4 separate regions of the Mus musculus genome follow, and regions 1, 2 and 3 are each linked to region 4. The links are chromatin contacts, called in public HiChIP or PLAC-seq and promoter capture Hi-C maps. All regions are on one chromosome and are shown on one strand. Each heading gives the region's core, a stretch centred on a gene start, on an enhancer-like site or on the middle of the called end of the contact. The rest is flanking DNA. Distances are from core to core; before and after follow the strand shown.

The links. Promoter capture Hi-C pulls out the DNA fragments that hold promoters and counts their contacts. HiChIP or PLAC-seq counts read pairs in DNA pulled down with a chosen protein or histone mark.
Region 1: an H3K4me3 HiChIP or PLAC-seq map of forebrain shows a contact between it and region 4, with 5 times the contacts expected there. The contact joins the promoter of Lrp11 here to the promoter of Oprm1 in region 4. A contact is called at or near these places in 2 of 115 datasets of contacts at active chromatin or transcription factors (forebrain and stem cell-derived neural progenitor cells).
Region 2: a contact with region 4 is called in a promoter capture Hi-C map of hippocampal neurons, with 3 times the contacts expected there. The contact joins the promoter of Fbxo5 here to the promoter of Oprm1 in region 4. A contact is called at or near these places in 1 of 39 promoter capture datasets (hippocampal neurons) and 1 of 115 datasets of contacts at active chromatin or transcription factors (astrocytes).
Region 3: a contact with region 4 is called in a promoter capture Hi-C map of hippocampal neurons, with 6 times the contacts expected there. The contact joins the promoter of Mtrf1l here to the promoter of Oprm1 in region 4. A contact is called at or near these places in 1 of 39 promoter capture datasets (hippocampal neurons) and 1 of 115 datasets of contacts at active chromatin or transcription factors (embryonic forebrain).

The regions. Positions count from the first base shown.
Region 1 is chr10:7,588,557-7,591,256 of GRCm38.p6, forward strand. Lrp11 (low density lipoprotein receptor-related protein 11) reads left to right here and starts at 1,261. Exons shown (of 7, transcript NM_172784.4): 1 at 1,261-2,057. The coding sequence starts at 1,496.
Region 2 is chr10:5,804,208-5,806,907 of GRCm38.p6, forward strand. Fbxo5 (F-box protein 5) reads right to left here and starts at 1,258. Exons shown (of 5, transcript NM_025995.2): 1 at 1,052-1,258. The coding sequence starts at 1,130.
Region 3 is chr10:5,822,600-5,825,306 of GRCm38.p6, forward strand. Mtrf1l (mitochondrial translational release factor 1-like) reads right to left here and starts at 1,344. Exons shown (of 7, transcript NM_175374.3): 1 at 927-1,344. The coding sequence starts at 1,164.
Region 4 is chr10:6,787,253-6,789,952 of GRCm38.p6, forward strand. Oprm1 (opioid receptor, mu 1) reads left to right here and starts at 1,318. Exons shown (of 4, transcript NM_001302793.1): 1 at 1,318-1,906. The coding sequence starts at 1,623.

The DNA of each region.
Region 1 (2,700 bases), core at 11-2,510, 800 kb after region 4:
GAACCTCTGAACCTGTAAGCCAGCCCCAATTAAATGTTGTCCTTGTAAGAGTTGCCTTGGCCATGGTGTCTGCTCACAGCAGTAAAACCTAACTAAGACACCATGTACGAGGAAATAGTGTTTTTCAGGCAGAACAGGGCATTGAGGAGGCTGTGACAGCATGCACAAGATCTGCTCAGGGCGAAGCCAGAGAAGATCTTAGCACAGAGGCTAGGTAGTGGATAATAGAGTCCCACCATTGGCCAAGAAGCTGTTCACAATAGCTTGGGGGTGGGGTAGTGTTTTTTCAATCTGGTGACACTGGGTATATAAGCCCTACTCCAGAGGAGGCCCCATGTTCAAGAGGAGCTAGTCAACACAATTCAGATTCCACATTTCTGGGTTTAATGTTGTTTTTGGGTTTTAAAAGTGAAACAAGAAGGGAGGGAGGTGAGTGCGGATCTGGGTGGAGTAGGGGAAGGTATTAGAATATGGTAAAGATGTATGGAATTCTCAAAGAATAAATAAAAGCATTTAAAAACAAAAGGTGACTTCAAAATTAGTAATAATGAGCTTCTCCACGTGTCTAAGCACTTCGTGGGCACTGACTTACTTAACATTCATTTTAGAAATGAATACGATGATATCTTGATCTTGAAGCCGCACACTTCAGAGTATTGTGTTCTATCAGTCAAACTAAATCAGGTGTCATCCATCCCAACACCCAGTAAACTGATGGGAGATCATCAATCGGCCCAACCCTCCTTCCCATACTGCCCGGCCTTTGCCTCCTCACAAGTTCAGCTTTCTGTTGCTAAACTTCTGGTGTTTAAGTTCTCTAAACGAAACTGAAAGGCGAATTAGAACCTGAATGTAAATGTTTTGTTTCCTTTATTACCTACCATAGTCCAAATCTCTTTAATAATAAATAATGCAACGAAGTTGGATTCCAAAAGACTGCCAAAGTTGTCTGTGGTCCCCTGGCTGTACCCGTCGCTCTCCGTAGTAGCCCCGAACTTTAGACTGATGGATTTTCTGACTCTTCCCCTCCCTCCAACCCCGAGTGCCCTGCCCTGTGAGCTATGGCCTTGCGCGAGTCTGCTTGCTGAATGAGGCCTGATGGGCCCAAACACCCACGCTGCTTAGGGTGTGATCAAGCCGCGGAGCAGCCAGGCAACTCCGGGGAGTCCCCTCCTCCTCCCCACCGGGCGCCGGAGACCGACAGACCTGCGGAAGTCCCGCCCCGGAGCCGCCCCAGCACGCCAGGCTCCGCCCCGTCGCAGCCGCTGTCCGCACGCCGGTGCTGATCCACGTAGAGGCCGCTCGTCGTCCCGGTGCGCTTCCGCGGCCGGAGCGAAGATAGAAGCACCGAAAGCTCGCAGCCTGGTAGCAGGGCCAGGGCGGCGCCGAGTCCGGCCGAGTCCGGCCCGCGATGCCTCTCGAAGCCGGCACACTCGCCGCCTCCGTGAAGCAGCCAGGCCCCGGGGCCGCCGAGCTCTGAGGCCGCGCTCGTGCCATGGCCACAAGGGGAGGAGGACCGGGCCCCGGCTTCCGGCACCGCGCGCTCCGCGGGCTGCTGCTGCTCTGCCTCTGGCTGCCCGGCAGCCGGCCCGGGGAGCCCGCCGCTCCGTCGTCCGGAGTGGATAGGCTGCTTCAGGACTTTCGCCGGCAGCTACAGCGGGCACGGCCTCGCGAGGAGCTAGAGCCGGAGCTACTGGGCGGCCCGCGGGAGGATTGCCCGGGTGCGGGCGGTACGGCGGTCTACCGGGCGGTGCCCGATACCATCATCCGCACCCAGGATTCCATCGCGGCGGGAGCCAGCTTCCTGCGCGCACCCGGGAGCGTGCGGGGTTGGCGGCAGTGCGTGACGGCCTGCTGCTCCGAGCCGAGCTGCTCGGTGGCAGTGGTGCAGCTGCCCCGGGGGCCCAGCGTGCCCGCACCTATGCCCGCACCCCGCTGCTACCTGTTCAACTGCACGGCGCGCGGCCGCAGCGTCTGCAAGTTCGCGCCACTCCGCGGGTACCGCACTTACACCCTCAGTCGCGCCGAGGACGCCGCTGGGATCCCTCCCCGGCCAGGTAAGCGACGCCAGGAGGGTCCCGCCTGCTATCGAGCGAGCAAACTTCTCTGCTTCCAGAGGATTAAAGCTGTGGGTAACCGGGAAAGTGGTTCACATTTTTCTCTGACTTTGGGCTGGTGCTAAGAAAGTGCAATAGAGGGGCAGAAGCAGACAGGGTCCGTTGGGCTGCCTTTGGAAGATAAGGGGGCAGATCGGAGAGCACTGACGGATCGATTTAAGACGATAGCCCGGAACCTTCTTTGTCCCAGTAAAGATTATTTTAGTTTTATTTTGTCTCATAGGTTTTATAAAGCGTGTTTTACCGCAGGAAATAGCAAGGACAAGATTTGATTAGATGCAGAATTGCTCCTAAATACCCACTCCTGCTTCCTGGTTTGGCTCTCTGCCAACACATAGCTCCTTCAGATATAAAAATATGAAGGAAAACTTGTCACTCCATCTCCATTCTTTTCTTCCATCCCTTGCCCAAAAATTTCCCCACATTCGTGACCTTGTTGGTTTTGTGTTCCACTCAATTTAAGGAGGCCAGCTGTGTGTGGAGGGGATTGGAGCTCTGTAGTGGGGTCTGCTGGGCTCAGTACACAGTGGATAGTGTGTAAAGTTAGTCTCTCTTTAAAAGGCCTAAACAGCTTGCCCTCTGG
Region 2 (2,700 bases), core at 8-2,507, 980 kb before region 4:
ACACATTCTGCTAAGCTAGTACTTTCTTCTCTTCAAGACTTAATTCCTTTTCTGATGAAGAAAGATTATTGAGGATATATATATATATATAGAGAGAGAGAGAGAGAGAATGAATTACCTCTTCCTTCAGTTGGAAATTTTCTACGATAGAACCGATGCATCTTTCATTGAGATGCCAAGAAAGATAAAAAATTAATAAGAAAATAAACAATTGATTCTCTCTGCTCACCTAAACGTTGGAAAAAGTGACCATTAATTCTTCAAAACACCCGAAAATTAAACAATCCCTCCTCGATTCTTTCATCAGCTAAACACTACAGGCAAACTCACCGTTTTGGAGGAAAAAGGGCGCTTTTTAAAAGGCCCTGCTGACTCCAGGCCTTGAGACTTACTGAGAAGCAGCAAAACAGGGGAGGAAAAAAAAAACTTTTTCCATTTGGTACAGTGGGCAGGCGGGGGCTGGGGGGTCCTTTACATTTGGCGGGAGCTGAGAAGGAGCCCCTAGAAATGCTGAGGGGGTCGGTGGTGGGAGGTGCCCCGAGGGCGCGGTGCACGAGGGAAGGCGGGAGATAAGCGCGGAGCTCAATCTCCCGCGCTCTCCAGCCAGGGCTCTGAGGGCAAAAAGTTACGGAGACTGAGTATGGATGTGAGATAGATGAGTTGTGAAATGGGGGGCGTAGAGGCTAGAGATGGGGCCATCTGGCCAGCTTGGAGTCCCACAGTCCTGTCACAGCTCGAGCATGAGTTGAGGAGGGGAGAGGAGGGGGCATTTGGCGCCCAGGCAGGGGGTGGGGTGGAATGCGGCGCGCAGAAGCCACTACCTTGCACGTCCCCAGTGCAGGGTCTCGGGGTGGGATGGAATAGTAGGACCCCGTACAAGGCCGACCACATCTGTCCCACTCTGCACCAGCCACCCTTGCTCCGCGCCTTCCTCCCAGTCCCGGGCCCAAATAGGTCGCCTGAGGCCCGGAACACCGTGATCTGCAAGCACCCAGTTTCTGAGGCTGCCGCCACAGAGAAAGGATTCCCACGATGCCCGCCTCACACTCACCGTCCACGGTAGTCCGCGCGCCAAGACGGCAGGGACAGGAGGACGGCCGGCGCAGGTCACTGCAGGTGCGCCGGCTCATGCCGCAAAACTCGGGCTCCAATGCTGGGGAGGTGGCGGCGACGACAGGAAAAAGGTGGCCGGCCAGACGAGGCGCCGAGCCGCAGCTCTTAAAAGGCGCCAGCTGGTACTTTTAAAATCTTTGAATTTGGTGCCCAAATCAGAACAGACCAATGGGGCGCGGCGTTTGCACAAGCGTGCCAATAGGCAGGCGGCATGAGAGGACGCCCTCGCTCGCCCAATAGGAGGGCGCGGGGGCGGAGCCAGCCCTGGAGCCTGGGCTCCTCCCACACGCCCAGATCCTCGCCTCCCCAAAGTTGCTGATGGAGCTGGCAAGCACGCCCATGTAGGCGTGGCCTGTGAAGGCGGCTGGTCCTCTGCGCAAACCCGCCATGCTGCCCTCTCCCCGCACCCCCCCTCCGTTATCCCGCGAACCGGCTTCTCCAGAGTCCTCATGTCCTGGGGACAGCTCCGACTTCTGCCTGAAAGTCTGTGATGGACACAGGCGGGCCCCCAGTCTTCCTCCATCGTCTGTTACGAGCGAGTTTGCAGAGCTGCAAACCCGCCACTCTGAGTGCACACCTTCCGGAAAACAAGCCCTTCCCCTGGCTCCGGACCCGCCTCTCTAGGATTTAGGCGCGCTCTACTCTCCCTCCTAAATTGGCTCCACCCCCTGCCTGGAGCTCCTGCGCTTGCGTATTGCGCGGCCGCCACTACGGAGTTGGCGGGTTGGCGCTTGCGCGCGAGGAGCCTGGCGGTTCCCTCCGGGCGGGGCGGACTAGCTGGGGGGGACATGTGACCGGAGAACCGCCCTTGCCCTGGGGATGGCGCGCAGCAGGACCCCGGCGTCCCTTTGCTTGGCGCCTTCCGAAGGCTGAGGGCGCGGCCTAACTTAGATCTGGCCATTGCATTCTTTTTTTCTTTTTTTTGGGTTGGGGGCGGGGGGGCCGGTTCGAGACAGGGTTTCTCTGTATAGCCCTGCTTTGGCCATTGCATTCTTTTGGGTTTTCAACCACCACGAATTCTTAAAAGTGTTAATTTGTATTTTATTTTATGTGTTCTTAACCTTCGTTGGCTAGGCTCGACAGCCGACCTGTTCCCCTAAATAAGTCAGACTCCCGTCTCTTTGGGGTGGAGCGCCCTGGCTGCGTGGATATTTTTATATCAAAGGCGAGAGTGAAAGTATTATTAAGTCTGATGGTGAGCTATAGTGCACCACTAATGATGCTGGGCATGCACGTCTTGAATTTATTTCTAAGTGGTGACAATACACTTAACTTCTTTTCAGACTACAGAGCAGTAAAGCTACAGGATATGCCATTTCCCTCTTGCTTTTCTGCAAGAGCATATGACTTTCTGTTAGTGTTCCATGCAGCTCCTGTGTAAAGCGGGACCAAGATTGGACTGAGTCATACAAACGTTGGGTGGATCCAGTTTTTATCAAATTCTTTTTGTTTATCCCTAGTTTTCTGGCATTTTCACGTTTGGAGTGTTGCAAAAAAAATAGTGATGTAGGTGGTGTTGCTTACCAAAATCTTGACCGCTATTTCTGTTTTGTACCTGAGAACTTTGCCTCTAAGTAAAAAGGCTGA
Region 3 (2,707 bases), core at 94-2,593, 960 kb before region 4:
AGGGTCTCTGAATCAAGCCTTAAGTTCCCAAGTGTGTTCTACTCGGCAGACGTCTCTGGAGGCTTTAGGAACGCAGACACTTTGGAATCTCGAGGGAAACATGAATTTCCAGGTCTCGAGTTCTAACCATACAGTGCATCGCTCCTCTTGCACTGCAGTGTGCCAATGCCATACACTCACCTGCGGCTTTAGTTCCTCTGCTGGGACTAGCGAGTCTTTCCTGTGCAGCTGAGCTGCCAGTGTGAGACCCCAACTTACAGAGCATTTCTCCCTGGAAGGTAAAGAAAGCCCCTGGACGTTCCCCAAGCTTGCTTTCCCTGATCTCTAAAAATACAGCCAGAAAGAAGCTCTTTGTTCTCTATAGCCAGCAAAAAGCCTTTTTGTTTCTATACTTTACAACCAGAGATGCCTGCCTTCCTGTGCTGAGGACACGGAGATAAAAATTCAGAAAGAACTCACTACCCACTCCTGCCTTGTAAATTTCACCAAGGACACAGAAAAGAGAAGAACTCTCTTCCCAACTCCTCCCAACTCTTCCCAACTCTCCTCCCAACTCCTCCCAATTCCTCAGCTAGCTGTTAAAAGCCCCCTACTGCCACTGCTTGGGGTCGAACTCCCCTGCCCGGCACCGTCCTCAGCTAGCTGATAATAAAACCTCTTGCAGTTTGCATCAGGTGTGGTTTTCTCTCGGGTCACTGGGGTGCTGGCCAGCTCATCCCGGGACTTGAGCGGAGGCCTAGCTTCGGGGGTCTTACACCAGGAGGGGAGAGGAAGCAACCGAGAACCTTAGTGACTTCAGAGGACTAACTTGGCAGAGCACCTTGTCCAGGGACTGCTCTAGAGAGCCCAATGGAGGATTGTCAGAACCCTAGTGACAAGATCTGGAACGCAGATGGCTTCCGAACCCACTAGAGCGGGTGGCTTACCGTGCAGCAATGACTCCGTGTCCCGCAGCTCCCGCTCCTTCTCGCTCAGCAGTCGGGCGGCCGCGGCCAGCTGGGGGTACCCAGCGTCCAGACCACCGGCCTCCGAGCCCACGCGGCGCTCCAGGAAGGCCCGCAGGGGCCCGCCGCGGGCGAGGAGCTCCTCGGAAGGCGGCGGCGTGCGGCTGAAGGCGCGGCGGGCCCACAGGCGCCGGGCACCGCTCAGAAACCCGCTCCGCATCCTGGCTGGGCCGCCCACCTAGCAGAAAATATACAAACACTCTAGGAAGGTCTCCGATCCAGAAATGTTCTGCCGGAAATGTTACGAGAACTTCCGGCAAAGCGTAGTACAGCCTGGAGGTCCTCTAAAGTCAAAAGGCAAGCGGGCAGGGAGGTCTGGACGCGTTTGCCCCGCCTCCAACCCGAGCGCCGAAGTCTCCGCCCTACCCCAGGGGAGGGGCTCCGGATTCTCAGCTCCTCCTCCAAATGGGACAGGTCTGGGGCCTCAGCCCGCCCCCCTCAGGGCGGAGCTCCACCGTCTCAGCCCCGCCTCCACGGGGGCGTGGAAACCACCCACGCCTGACTCCCACTTCTAGTGGGCGAGCTCTGCTGCCTAGGCGTGACCTTGAGATAGCGAGTGCCTCCAATGCCTCAGCCCCGCCTTGAGACAGAACTTCACCTCCTCAGACCGGCCTCTAGGGAAGAGCTCCAATGCCTCAGCTCCGCTTCCTCGGCCCCGCCCTCCAAAGGAAACTCCAAAAGCGCGGCTCCGCCTCCTCAGCCCTGTTCTCTAGGGAAGGAGCTTTAACGCCTCAGTCCCGCCTTCTCGGGTCGGCTCCTGGAGGAAGCGCTTCCTCCGCCTCGTCTCTCAGGGTGGAGCTCCACCTAGTTCCGCCTACAGGCTGAACTCAGAAGCCTCACCTCCAGACCAACTCTGAAGCCTCGACTCCGCCCTCAGGCCGAGTTTGGCTGCTCCCCAAGACCTGTTCCCCAGCGAGCCAGGCTGGAGTGAACAGCAGGTGTCTGCAGTCTGAAGGTGAAGGTTTGCTTCTCAAGGCTGTGAGACTTAAGGATAGTCAAGCGACCAGCAGGCACAGAGTCCACAGCCACAGAAGTCATCTATCTCCAGTCTCTAAGGCTTAATTATAGGGTGGTCATCTGACATAGGTTCCTTTCAAGGACAGGCATATCCTACTAAACCTCCCAGGGACGCTACAAAATCTGTTTTCCTATCGTCACCCACCACACCAAGCACTAGGTTTCTCCGTTTCCTGCCTCACATTCTGATTCACTCAATCCGACTCTCCATTGCTCTCTCACTTTCTTGCTGTTGCTCCCTCCTCCTCCATATCCAAGTTAAAACTAACAAACTACAACACAATGAAGCATTTTAAAACTTTCCTCATTCTGCTCTGAAGTTGTAACTCTCGGGGAGTACTTGCTTACCTTGCTCAAGGCTGTCTGCAGCCCTGCAATTAAAAAAAGAAAGAGAGAAAAATCAAAGGCCTCCCTCTAGTGGACATCCACCCTCCTGACTACTAACTTATGTATTTGCAATTCAAAAGACTTAACCACTGCCTACCAGAGAAGTGGGTAACAGGATGTGAATAAACCAGACAAGCCACTCCTGAGGATGCAGAATTTGAAGCTTAGTCTACTTGCGAATTCTACTGGATTACTAGCTGTTTTTTGGACCATGGTGGTTCACTGCTGATCAAACTGTTCTCTGTTTAGAATCAAATGGGTACTCTTACCATTAACACTAATCAAAATTACTAATTTCA
Region 4 (2,700 bases), core at 68-2,567:
GTTCTGTGTGTCCTGGGGAGACCGATGAATGTGAGCACACAGATTTCAGCTCAGCCATATGAACTGACACACTTATTCCGAAGAGAATATATTTAAAGGTATTTTAGCAGCCTCTAGAAAACCTTATCTACATTACTGCTGAAATGACACCCTTTAACGCAAAAGGGGACAAATAATACTGAACGTTGGCCAAAAGTCTACAATAGTTGAGCTGTGTGTTATCTTTTTTTCAGAATGATTGCTTAAAAGTAAAAATATATGTTCCTTCTAAGCTTGCTTCCCCACAGTCTGTGAGAATTCAGTTAAACTTTCTACAACCAAATGGGAGCGGGGACATTTATTTCCAGTATTTATAGTTAAAACTATGGGTATGCGCATGGCATGCATATGCATACACAGTGTTGAGACGAAACCACACTACTGCTGAATTTACGATTGTATTCCTTCAGAAGCACTTGTGAACTTAGACATGAGATCTAACATTTTTTAAATGCATTCTTGCTCCTCAAGGATCTTGCTTAAGGCCATTTCACACTCAAAAGAGCTGTGGAGTTTCTTTTGGATTCTCTATAGTGGGAAGAAAAAACATTTCTGCTTGATTCAGTAACCTGCTCCCCAGAAGCTCGGGAGAGTGGAGGCAGTGCGAAAGCTTAGGATAAATCTTCCTAAGCAGGTCCAGGAGAGTAGACCTGGCATGGGTAGTGGGTTCCTTATTTACAGGTTATCACCCCTCCTCCCTCACATCTCTAATGTGTTCTTATGCTTCTTCTTCACTAGGAAAAAAATCAGATGCAAATAGACCTTCTAACCTAAGAGAAATTGAAGGAGTGGGGGCACATGAAACAGGCTTCTTTCACAAAAATTTTCTCTTTTAGAAAAAGACAATTGTTTCTTTGAACAGGTTTGTGGGGTTGATTTTTTGAGGAACTAAAGGGGTTTTTTGTTTTGTTTTGTTTTGGTTTGTTTGTTTGTTTTCCCTCAGATATGGGGATGTGGGTAAAGGACAACATTAATAACCCTCCAGTCCTAATTAATTGCATATGGTTAGTTGAGTCGGAAGAGTGTTGAGGTATAAGGGTCATTGAGATTTTAACAGACCAACGACTTTCCTGGCTGATGCAAACAACCTAATGCATGGTTGTTACAAAGAAACTTAGAGTCTCTCTTCCCACCCTCTCTGCAGCATCCCCGCTTCTGCTCCCCCCCCCCCTACCCCAATTTACACTCCTTTACACGGAAGTGCATAGAGACTGAGGAGGCTGATTCTGAGTTGCTTTGCGCACAATCCACTCCTTCTCTCTCCTCCCTCCCCTCTAGCCTCTGGATCCCTCACAGCCCATGCTCCCTCCCTTCCACTCAGAGAGTGGCGCTTTGGGGATGCTAAGGATGCGCCTCCGTGTACTTCTAAGGTGGGAGGGGGCTACAAGCAGAGGAGAATATCGGACGCTCAGACGTTCCATTCTGCCTGCCGCTCTTCTCTGGTTCCACTAGGGCTTGTCCTTGTAAGAAACTGACGGAGCCTAGGGCAGCTGTGAGAGGAAGAGGCTGGGGCGCCTGGAACCCGAACACTCTTGAGTGCTCTCAGTTACAGCCTACCGAGTCCGCAGCAAGCATTCAGAACCATGGACAGCAGCGCCGGCCCAGGGAACATCAGCGACTGCTCTGACCCCTTAGCTCCTGCAAGTTGCTCCCCAGCACCTGGCTCCTGGCTCAACTTGTCCCACGTTGATGGCAACCAGTCCGACCCATGCGGTCCTAACCGCACGGGGCTTGGCGGGAGCCACAGCCTGTGCCCTCAGACCGGCAGCCCTTCCATGGTCACAGCCATCACCATCATGGCCCTCTATTCTATCGTGTGTGTAGTGGGCCTCTTTGGAAACTTCCTGGTCATGTATGTGATTGTAAGGTAAGGCATGTTCTGAATACCTAGTTCCGCAGGGGGGAGGGGACAAAGCTCCCCCATGAGTGACAGAGGAGAAGTAAACAGGGTACAAAGAGGGGGTGGTTTGAATAGAGTATTTGCTGTTTGTGTGTGAGCTTTTACTTTTCTGGGTTTTGTTGGTTGGTTGGTTTTATTTTTCTCCCTCTCCTTGAAAAAGCAGTGTTCAAGATTCCAAAGACAAGACATTTCTTTGGCCAAAACTATTAAGATGTGGTGGTGGGAGGCTCCATCTTGGATCCCCTTTTTATTCTAAGCCAAGAGGGTCTTTGAAGCATGTTTTGCAGTCAATCCTCCCTCTGGATGAGCTGTAAGAATAGGAAATTGTAAACAGTGAGGAGGGGAACCTTGTTTGCTTCTCCTAACTGAAAGACAGAGGCTTCACAGTAAGTTAAAGAGATAAACTCGATAACTTTTTTAGACCTGCTGGTTTAGGCTAGACTACAGTCCCACCACTTCTATATTCTGGGAGCCTTTATCTTACTCTTCTTCCATCCTGAGGCTGCCCCAGGTGGAGGAAGCTTTCCTGCCATCTCTCCTGGGCAGGGTAGCTTAAAGGTAGCAAGTAAGCTGTTGTGATGTTTAGCCCAGTACAGTACTTTCTTCCTGCAGTTCTGCTGAGGGAGTTCCAAGTGGGATCTGGAATTGCTGGGTAGCTCAGGGCATAACTATTTCTTCAGTGCTTGCAAACATGAGAAGCAATTAAGGAAGTTAAAAGCAGCAACGTTCAGGATGGTCTAGAGAGGAAAGTATCTCTATCT